2 separate regions of the Mus musculus genome follow, and region 1 is linked to region 2. A link is a contact called in public HiChIP or PLAC-seq data. All regions are on one chromosome and are shown on one strand. The core of a region is the stretch at or near the end of the contact, and the rest is flanking DNA. Distances in the headings are between cores, read along the strand shown. Region 1 has its middle 140 kb from the start of Kcnj2. Region 2 has its middle 19 kb from the start of Map2k6.

Evidence for each region. HiChIP or PLAC-seq counts read pairs in DNA pulled down with a chosen protein or histone mark.
Region 1: an H3K4me3 HiChIP or PLAC-seq map of bone marrow-derived macrophages shows a contact between it and region 2, with 6 times the contacts expected there. The contact joins two enhancer-like sites. A contact is called at or near these places in 1 of 115 datasets of contacts at active chromatin or transcription factors (bone marrow-derived macrophages) and 1 of 9 other capture datasets (macrophages).

Annotation. Positions count from the first base shown.
Region 1 is chr11:111,209,324-111,212,023 of GRCm38.p6, forward strand. No RefSeq gene overlaps it. Among named protein-coding and RNA genes, the nearest start is that of Kcnj2, 140 kb to the left of the region's middle. Within about 2 kb of position 1,443, at least 5 of the 459 cell types and tissues checked have an H3K27ac peak or open chromatin away from gene starts, as enhancers often do. A contact at or near this core is called in bone marrow-derived macrophages, where this site is marked.
Region 2 is chr11:110,378,669-110,381,496 of GRCm38.p6, forward strand. No RefSeq gene overlaps it. Among named protein-coding and RNA genes, the nearest start is that of Map2k6, 19 kb to the right of the region's middle. Within about 2 kb of position 1,448, at least 179 of the 459 cell types and tissues checked have an H3K27ac peak or open chromatin away from gene starts, as enhancers often do. A contact at or near this core is called in bone marrow-derived macrophages, where this site is marked.

The sequences.
Region 1 (2,700 bases), core at 193-2,692, 830 kb after region 2:
ATCAGATCTAGGATCAGAAACAAACTGGCATTATTTGTTACTAACAGTAGGGGAATGTACTGGAACAACTCCGTAGGATGTAAGGGAATCCCTCAGAACTAGCCAAGCTCAGAGGAAGACACTTGTAAAAAAAAACCAGGGACCATGTTTGAAAATGAGAAAATTACATTAAAATAACCAAGAAGATCAGCAAAACATCATCAAAACTAACACATCCGCTCTCGGTTTCAGCAAGATGAGAACAACATTGATATTTGTTATTGAAGCAGATTTGCTAAGCCATGAAGTAATCTTTATATATTAAAAAGTACAGATACTTTGCCAGGTACTGTGGAATTAATCAGAATATTTATTCCACAGGTTTATCAGAAACTAAGTTCAGAAATATGGACCAGTTAAACAGACAAACGGGGTGGGGGTGGGGCTGCAAATGTTTAAATAATGGCTTAAGAATATTGATTTTATAAAATACTAAGTGACTTTTAAGAATGTTGGTTATAAAGTTGGTTGTCAAGGATTATTTGAGGGTTGAGAAACTGCTTTGGGAAGATTGTGAAAGTGTTAAAATGGGGCTTCTTGGGAACAGAATCAATTTTGGACAAATATGCTTGCCATAAAACCCAGTGTCTTAGTTAGGGTTTGACACTGCTGTGAATAGACACCATGGCCAAGACAACTTCCATAAGGACAACATTCAACTGGGACCAGCTTACAGTTTCAGAAGTTCAGTCCATTATCATCGAGGTGGGAGCATCGTAGGGGGAACTGAGAGTTCTAAACCTTCATCCGGAGACTGCTAGGAAAATACTGTCTTCCAGGCAGCGAGGAAGAGGGTCTTAAAGCTCACAGCCACAGTGACACACTTACTCCAAGGCCACACCTCCAAATAGTGCCACTCCCTGGGTCAAACACTACACCCAGGAAACCAAAGACTGAATGGAATCTCTGTCTCTCTGTCTGTTTGTCTGTCTGTCTGTCTGTCTGTCTGTCTGTCTGTCTCTCTCTCTCTCTCTCTCTCTCACACACACACACACACACACACACAAACACACACTTTGATCTGTGAGCAAATTCAGATGCTCAGTGTTTGAAGAGACACCTATCCTTGTTAAGATCAAACCATCACATGACAACATGAGAGCTGAAAATCAACTGAACAGATAAAGTGGACATGCAATTTCAGGACAGAATAAGTACAGAACCCAAGGAGTGGAGAGTTGGAGAGTCTGATAACACCCTCCCCTCCCTGCAACCAGGGATAAACCAAGAAATGAAAGCTGAATGGTTAGTGTCAGCATGCTAACTCTATCCCAGAATCTCTCTCAGTTGACTGTGCTTAGGATGAGAAAGGGGAAGAAAAAACTGCTGCCTCTTTGTGAATAAATGATGCTGGAACACAAAGAGGAAGCACCAGTGTGGAAGCCAGCCTTGCCTTTGCCATATCAGCTCAAGAGAATTTGGAGCATACCATGGGATCCACAGCAGACTATGGCAAGGCTGGCTTCCACACTGGTGCTTCCTCTTTGTGTTCCAGCATCCTTCTATCCTGCCAGCACTTTGTCTGCCCATTGCCTTTCATGTGTCTTTCTGGGTGTCATTACAAATCTGAATCCAAGGACTCAGCCTCAGCCTCAGGGATTTGATAGAGATCTGAAATTATTTGCAAACTGTGTAACTCTTTCTTTTCTTTTCTTTTCTTTTCTTTTCTTTTCTTTTCTTTTCCTTTCCTTTCTTTTCTTTTCTCTCCTCTCCTCCTCCTCCTCCTCCTCCTCTCCTCCTCCTCCTCTCCTCCTCTTCTCCTCCTCCTCCTCTTCTCCTCCTCCTCTTCTCCTCCTCCTCTTCCTCCTCCTCCTTCTCTTCTTCTTCTTCTTCTTCTTCTTCTTCTTCTTCTTCTTCTTCTTCTTCTTCTTCTTCTTCTTCTTCTTCTTCCTCTCTCTCCCTCCCTCCCTCCCTCCCTCCCTCCCTCCCTCCCTCCCTCCCCCCTTTTCTTTCTTTTCATTTTTGTAGGAAGTAGGTTCAAAGATGGGACAAATGGTCCCAAAGGATCAACTTTCTGTGTGAAGCTCACCACCTATAATCTGACTCTATGGGACATAATCCTACACCTTATTACCCGTTGATCCCTCCAAGATTGGCTTGGGTCTTTTTTCATCTCCTGAAAATGTATCCTGCCAATTTTATGAGCTAACCTACACTCTATCTGTTCTTTAAACAAGCAGAGAAAGGAGGGGCTACCTTGTCCAAGAAGAAACTGTCTCTTTTGCCTTCAGGTCTTAGACACTATCCTCACAGTGATCAAATAGCAGCAGCTTAATTCTGTGGCACCGGACACTAGGTGTGTTCACATGTATGTGCAGGTGCACATGCACCTATGTTCATGGGTGAAGATCCTGAGCAGATGTCTGTGTCATCTTCAGCCTCACCTCACTCTATTCATTAAGGCAGAGTCTCTCACTTGACCCCAAATAGCCAGCTTGTTTTGGTAATCCCTTGGCTCTGCCTCCTAAGTGCTAGGATTACGGACTGGCTGCCTACATGGAGATCCTAATTCAGTTCCTTATACTTCTGTGGCAAGTGCTCTAATCACGGAACAAGTCCCACAGCCTGGCACCTACTATTTTTAAACCAACCATCCTTTTTTAAAAATAAATTAAAAGCAGTAAGTGTCATGTGAATGGAACTAATTAGAATCATGTGAAT
Region 2 (2,828 bases), core at 198-2,697:
CCTGACATCCATCTTCAAGAAAAAAAACAATTGCTGTGACTGCCAACTATTGATAGCTATCTAAAGTTGATTTTACAATCAAAGGTCTTTCTATCTACAACACAAAAAAAGCACACACCATTCAGAAGAAAGAGGTCACCAAAGGAGATAGGAAGGCCCACTTTCTTTTTTTTTTTTTTTAGATTTATTTATTTATTATATGTAAGTACACTGTAGCTGTCTTCAGACACTCCAGGAGAGGGCGTCAGATCTTGTTACAGATGGTTGTGAGCCACCATGTGGTTGCTGGGATTTGAACTCTGGACCTTCAGAAGAGCAGTCGGGTGCTCTTACCCACTGAGCCATCTCACCAGCCCGGAAGGCCCACTTTCATCACTCACTATTCTGATCTTCCTTGCAAAACAGACCAAAGGGATGAATGTGTGAATGAATGAATGAATGAATGAGTGAGTGAATAGTGAATCAGTGAGTGAATGAGTGAATGAATCAGCGAGTGAGTGAATGAATGAATGAATGAATGAGTGAATGCATAGTGAATCAGTGAGCGAATGAGTGAGTGGATGAATGAGTGAGTAGTGAATCAGTGAATGAGTGAACAAATGACATCCTATGACTCCTGTGTCTGGATATACCTAAATGAACATGTTGGTCTCTCAGCAGCTAGAATCCAACTATCAGTTAATAAAGCAGATTATTGAAAACTTTAAACCAGCTGTAATTTTCTGCACTGAGGGCTAAAACAAGGCTTATGAACTCCTACCCTTTTTTTCCTGTTTCAGTCACCCTCTGTGATCTTCTAGTGCATTCACTACAACAGGGGAAGCTGCCTTTAGGCCACACTCTGAGAGAGTGCCCCAATGCTTTCTTTTGCATAGAAATGAAATCGAGGCTTAGTTTGATTTTTTTTTTTTTTTTTTTTTTTTGTAGCTGCTGCTAGTTTACTTGGAGACAAGAGTCTTTCTGTGTAGCCTAGGCTACCCTCAAACTCCTTCTGCCTCAGCCATCTGGCTCATGGCACTGCGGCTATGTGTCACCACACCTGGCTTCAAAACTGAGTTCTGCCTTCGCCTCTTCCTCCTAGCTTGTACACAGGCACACCAGAGCATTTATGGTTGTTACATAACAAGGTCCCGGGCAAGGGCATGGTGTTCCCACATGCAGAACTCTGCCCTGGGTGTGGAATGTGACAGAAGCAAGTTTAGGCAGGACTGTGCCCCCAACCGTGGAGGAACTTCAGGGGAAGTTTGGGCGGCAGACAAAGCCGGCAATCTCTGGGCTCACGAAAAGGAAGCAAGGCAGTGTGCAGGAGCTGCGCTTCTTGCGATACGTGGATTTGCAGTTATCCAGGCGCTTAGGAACGTTTTAAACATGAGCACTGCTCCTGCCTGTGTCAAGGGACTCAGATCTCCTGCAAGACACCATTGGTGCAATTAAAGCCGGCGTCAGTGTGTAAACATCCCCGGAGAAAGGCAGAGGGAGCCAAGGCTCAGGGTTACTCTGAACTTTGGAATCTCCTACATTACTACTGTGTGTTTGGACAGCACGCGGAGAGTCTGGGTGGAGTCACGTGACGGGTCCAACTGGGAGGCCGTTCTACTCAAAGCTCCAAGCATCTCTTCTAAGTAAAACAAAACAAGCAAATGGCTACGCGGTGCCAAAGGGATTAATGTATTGTCCTTAGGCGACCTTCTCACTTCCATTTGAAGAAAACAGGTGGTTGGTTGCAGTCGCACACAGATTCGTGCTCTGATCCCAAAACCTAGACTAAGGACGACAAACAGACCAATGGCACACTCGCTTTCAGAAGAAGAAGAAGAGGAACGCACGTTCTGGGCTAGGGCCCACATCCTCTCAGCCCTCCACGCTCTGCACCGCTCACTGTTATTTACTGATGTCGTGCTGCTTGGGAACTGTTTACAGCCAGTCTGTGAATCCCCAAATAAAATCAATACGCAGAGTGGGCTCGCTTCCTGAGGCTCATCGAGGGACTCTGTAAACCTGGCACATTTCGTTATCTAAATGTTACAACAACAGGGACACAGTTTTTTCCCCCCTCTGTATTTGTAAAACTCAGGAGTGCTCATAACCTTCACGGAAATTGGTCTTTGTTCTGGGAGTATTTCAAGTGCATCACCTAAATTGTCTATTCCAATGAATACAGAAATAGAACCCAGAGTGTGTGCACACAGCGACTAGAAAGATGATTTCATATAAGGTGTCATCCTGCATCCAAGGCAGTATGTAAAATGGATAGAAAAGGAGACTGGAATACCGCCCACCACTGAGGGGTCTGGCTCTCCAGGTCTTCATTTCCTCCTCTATGAATGATTATTTCTTTTGACTTTAACTTTATTTAAGTAGGTGTATGTGCAGGTACCTGTGGAAGTCAAAAGAAGGTGCCTGATACCCCGGAGCTGACATCACAGGCCAGGCCGTACTGAGGTCCCAGATATTGGATGTGGGAAACAAACTTAGGTTCTCAGCAAGAGCGGCTCTAACCATTGAACCATCTCACCAACACTCCTGTGTCTTTGTTTCTTTTAGGTACTGTTTTCCGGAGACAAGGCTCAGTTCACTTTTTAATGGGTTGTTGGTTGATGTTTAACCCTGCAGAAACTTTTGTCTTTGATGAAATTTCAGGCATCCTGAAAAATGGAAATCTTAATTTTTTTCACTCGTTATCTTTTCAAAACCATTAATTCCTAAAGTTAAGTTGATTGGAATAAATAAGTGGTTAAATATATGTATATTTCCCCCTGAGGTAGGAAACTTGGCTTTAGAAGTCATAGTAACCAAAGGAAATGGTAATGACATTTCAGGAAAAAAAA